Linked DNA regions of Zea mays: region 2 is linked to region 1. The links are chromatin contacts, called in public Hi-C maps. All regions are on one chromosome and are shown on one strand. The core of a region is the stretch at or near the end of the contact, and the rest is flanking DNA. Distances in the headings are between cores, read along the strand shown.

Region 1 (2,551 bases), core at 26-2,525:
ATCGGAATTTTTATATCAGACAACTGAGTTGTAACTGCACCATACGTTACATTGCATTTAGGTTGAGTTGTAAATCAAACGTTGGAGTTGAATACTAAGGGTAGATTTGGTTTGGCTTTTAAACTTGTTTTTGTAAAAGTTAAAAGTGAATCAAAGGATAAAAAGTCACAAGTGCTTTGGACCAACATCTTTTTTCTCTAGTACAAAATTGAAAGCAACTTATCATATATCTGAAAGTAGAAAACTTTTTAAAAATTACTTATCTACCACTAGTTATGAAGATATCAATTTGTTTTTTCTTCTTTCCTATCTTGATCATCTTCTTATCTGTGAGACCGTGGCCTCTTTCTCGTCTTGTGCGACATCTCTAGCAAGTGGTTGTGTTTTTGTCTCCTTCCTGTGCTTGGCTCAAATGACCCCTTCTTCTCTGGCCTCTTTGAGGTGACGCCATCCCCTCGAGCATGGTGATGGCCCTAGCTACTACGCGGGACCTTGGTCACCAAGTGAGTATGGGTCCACCGTCATGGGCAAGAGTGATCTCGACCGGGGATCCATATGGATGAAGATGAGGCTGGCGAATGGATCCGTTTGTCACTAAGACAAGCTGAAAACATTTTTTTCCTAAAAAGGCACAACTGTTAAAATGAATTTCAACTTTGCATGTGCTATAACCCACCACATTTTTTTTAGTATGTATCGAATTTTCCATTCCTTAACATACACGTATAATGGATAGCTAGTTCGTGTGGGGTACGAGTTTGCCTCAGTCCCTAACTAGTTCAAAATTTTGTTAGATTTTATAATCTAGGTAGATTATAATCCCAAACAAACAACTCCTAACTCAACACTTATGTCTTGTCTTTTTTGGTCCTGTCATAATGAGAGCTGCAACATACTATCTGTTGCACTGAAATGTGAACAGAAGTGCTTTTTAATACACTTTTGCTAATTGCTCGCACGGTTCATCTAACGTCTACAGTTTTGTGCTTACTCTTGAATGGATATTTCAATGGAAATATCAATGTTTAACTAAGGTGTTTGGTTTCTAAAGACTATTTTTTAGTCCCTCAATTATATTTCAGTTTAGTCTCTAAATTATTAAATATGGAAACGTATTTATTAATTTAGAAAATTAAAATGAAATAAAATTAAAAGACTAAAAATTAGTTACTAGAAATAAACATCCCCTAAGTTCGGGTGCTTAGGGTTGAGCCTGTGCGTCTGAATAGCTGCAACACGCTCAGCTTTGGTGTACCGGTAACCCACCGGGTTTTGTAGGTCAAGCGGTGGGTAACCCAAAATTTTCATAATGGGTCGTGTGGGTTAGAAACTGGTCGACCCTGTTTTACCACCCACCTGCATCGTTACTTTTTCTTCCTGCAAAGTGCAAAGGCCAGATCGTGTTTTCCTTTATTAGAAGAGTTTGGCTAGCACAACAGTAGAATATAAGAAATTTGCGTGGACCAAAATAATTTCTGTGAACTTATAGAACTTTTAGAAAAGTCGACAGAAATTTATCGATAACGACGTAGCCAACGGAAACAAATCAATTTTCGTTGGCCGCGCGCTGTTAGCCCACTGATATTACTAATTTTCGTCGGTCATATAATCTCCTCGCTCCCACCTACGTCGTCGTGGCCACCAATCTTGGCTGCATCCAGCCACCACCGCTAGCCACATACCGACCACACCATGCTGCCACCACGGCACCACCTAACCCCCGTCACCAACTAAGGATCCATTCGATTCCTTCTCAATCTATATAGATTGAAAGAGATTGAATGGATTTAAATTCATGTCAAATCAAAAAAATCATATTTTTTCTAATAACATACAATACAACTCATAAAGTACAAAAACAACCGAACAAGGTCGACCTGTGTTGCGCACCATCACTAAATTTCTAATACTGTCCGGCAGCACCGTCCGCCCGCACGTACTTGCTCTGCCGCACTGCCCCCGCTGGTCTTGTATGCGACCGCTCGGCCTGTGTCTCTCTGGCCACCTCTGCCCGATCGTCCCTCACAGCCCGGCTATACCATTCAAAGTGAGTAATTTTCATCGATCATCCATATAATTATCAAGCCCATAAATATTAATTATTATATGATTCATTTTGTAATTAGTATGTACTTTTTTATATTGGCTTGATAAACCTAATTAATATGAAATGTTGATACTTAAATCTTTAGATTAATTACATTAAATATTTTAGTAGTAATTAGTATAAGTATTCTGTATTCAAACATTTAGACATAATAGTTTTATCAGTAATATAAATATTAATAAACCTAAAAGATGTAAATATTGATTTATTAATTTTGTGAACACAATAAGTGTGAAAACAAGGTTGACTTGTCTCTTGTGGTTTGTGTTGATGAGTGATTATCAACAGGTATCACTCTAGGATAGCCAGTGGATTGACCAGAGCGTGAGATTATGTACGTGCAATCATGTCGGTGGACTTGTGATGTGCTGGTGTGGAGCATAGTGAAAAGGAAATAGGGTCAAACATTTTCCTAAATAATTTTGGTGGTTGAATTGCCCAACA
Region 2 (2,551 bases), core at 22-2,521, 310 kb after region 1:
ATGTAGAAGTAGAAGTCTCCGTGCATTGGTTGGAACGGAACTGCACCGCCCTCTTGCAAAAAGGTTAGGTTTCGTCGTGTACCTACCTGTATGATTGCATCGTGGGTGATGTCCCGAGTCCCGACGAGCAAGACATCATGAGTTGAATATGCGTCTGGCCAAGCGATCATCAAACGACAGATTTTGTAACATAAGATTATTCATATTACTAATTAACCACACAGAAGCAAAACGAACTGATTACTAAGGTCCCGTGTTCAGTTTCCATGTTTATATTAAACGTGCTACTCCAAGCACGACTCCAAGCACGAGTCAAGTCTGAATAGCCACGCCAGGCTTAAATTATTCATCCACGAAACGGCGCGCCCGTTAATAATACAGTGTATAGTATATATTTTATAACGTCGCAAGGTCACATGTAACCAATTAAAATATTAGTTATATAATAACTATTTTTATAATATAAGAATATAAGTCGTACATTTAATATTGTATCCACCTCTTTATCTCATACTTTATCTCATAGTGTTTTGGAGTCTTTAACAGATCACCTTTATCTACTAGTGAATAGCATATTTTCTTCTCTCTATATCTCTTTTTTCATATCACTATAAATCTAATATATGTAATATGACACCTTTTGCAGCCTGATTATATTACCTTATTATACTTGCTCTAATCAGATTAAAATCAATTGTTCGGGCTGCTGCATCTATAATCCATAGAGACAAAACACTGTAGAAACAACTTCTACAGTAGAAGCTGTTTTGGATTAAAGCCAAGAGAACAGTAGAAGCCTTTACATTTCTTAGAGCCCGCATATACACTTTATTATAGTTGCTCTATTCAGCATGACCATTATTCTGGATAGGTATATACTCCCTCCATCCAAGGATGATCTACCTATATCCCACTCAAATCATGCGCAACAACCGTTTCAGAAATTTTCAGCCCACAACGTACATATAGGGCCTGATTGGTTACCCTGATGAGACCGAACTCGGCTCCGGAGGTACAACATCTTTATACGTTCTCGTGTTTGGTTCTCCAGCCTGGCTCTAGCGATACAAGTTATGCTTGTTTGGATGACTGCATTTATAGCTGGACCTGGCTTAGATGATGCAAAACTGATAAGTGAGCTTGGCTCATAAGATACAGGATTTATTTGCGTTTCTCTGGAGCCTGGCTCACATAAACCTGCTCTAGATCAGCCAGGTCACGAAGACACAAGCCAGGATGTCTCCGTCCGAAAACCAAACAGGCCCATATAAGTCGCCTCTTCCACTTGCACATGTACCTCTTCCCATTCTCTTCTAGTGGATGGGAAGTGCCGAGCCGGAGACCAGAACTGAAGTTGTACTCTAGTTTTACTGTGTACAAGATCATTAATTGTTCGCCTGATTGGATGACTGTACCCACACGTACAATCTCGCGCGAGCCTGGCCAACCGCGTACGTCCGTTTTAGACGTACGTGTGGATGCAGCTAACATAACTTATTTTGCGTCTGTCCATGCAGCCTGCGCTTCACACGTGCAACCAACCAAACACAAACTCAGATAAAGTCAACACACGTGGTGACATGGGACGAGACGGTGCAGCTAACCAATCATATGGACATATGTATGCAAGGAGGAGTCATCCCAACGACTCCTATGCAGCATGCGTGCATGCATGTAACAAGGAGTTAACATGCAGCACAAAGAATAGGTAGATTATCCTTGGACTACTTTAACACTTAAAATAGATAGTCCAGTCTTGGACGGATCGAGTATATCATTATGATGTACAAGTCAATGATGATAGTCATAGTGAGTCCGCGATGAGTCGCCCACTGCTGTGCATCTAGCCCTCAGCACGATCGTAATGCATCATATAAGATGATAAAATTTTGGTAAACAACAAGGAAAGAGGTGAATGCACCGAGATTTGCCTAGGATAAAACACTATGTTAATGTTGTTAGATGATACTCGCTTGACGACCATCTCCCGTCCTAGCACTCGATCGAATCATCCATCGTTAGGTTCATCGACCAGCATCACTTTGAGATCAATTCGGTTCTTGTCCTCCACATCACGTGATCAACTAGTGTACCTAATGAAATGTGTGATGCACATGAACGAATGCAGATAAAAATAGCACAAGATAGGTAATATTACCCGAAGTATATCAAACGCTTATAGCAAGGCATCACAATTCTAATACGAAAACACTAAATACTTTTAACTCTCTAACACAACAATCTTGATCTTCCAGGTACTCGGACCTAATTCAAACATCTGGCAACAACAGCCATACATACGTTCTATGCCCTCCTTAGCTAAAGAATAACACCGAACATTAACAAAACATATATTCATTAATCTAGGATACCTAGGACTTAGAATAACAAACAATAGCATGTCAAGTAACTTTAGAATTACTCCACTAAACTATTATGCATAGCATACCAACTAAACAAGCATCGCATCATCACATATGATCGAATTTCCCCAAGACTATACAATATAAAAATAAACATTTGCTAACAAGGTAACACAACACTCATAAAC

The links. Hi-C and Micro-C count contacts between places; a contact is called where the count stands out from the background.
Region 2: a Hi-C map of leaf shows a contact between it and region 1, with 4 times the contacts expected there. The contact joins two enhancer-like sites. A contact is called at or near these places in 2 of 25 Hi-C or Micro-C datasets (ear and leaf).

The regions. Positions count from the first base shown.
Region 1 is chr9:33,930,821-33,933,371 of Zm-B73-REFERENCE-NAM-5.0, forward strand. No RefSeq gene overlaps it. Among protein-coding and RNA genes, the nearest start is that of LOC100283083, 69 kb to the right of the region's middle. Within about 2 kb of position 1,276, at least 10 of the 20 cell types and tissues checked have an H3K27ac peak or open chromatin away from gene starts, as enhancers often do. A contact at or near this core is called in leaf, where this site is marked.
Region 2 is chr9:34,239,715-34,242,265 of Zm-B73-REFERENCE-NAM-5.0, forward strand. It overlaps LOC103638229 (a long non-coding RNA gene), which reads right to left. Exons shown (of 3, transcript XR_558633.4): 3 at 1,714-2,093. Among protein-coding and RNA genes, the nearest start is that of LOC103638229, 3.7 kb to the right of the region's middle. Within about 2 kb of position 1,272, at least 13 of the 20 cell types and tissues checked have an H3K27ac peak or open chromatin away from gene starts, as enhancers often do. A contact at or near this core is called in leaf, where this site is marked.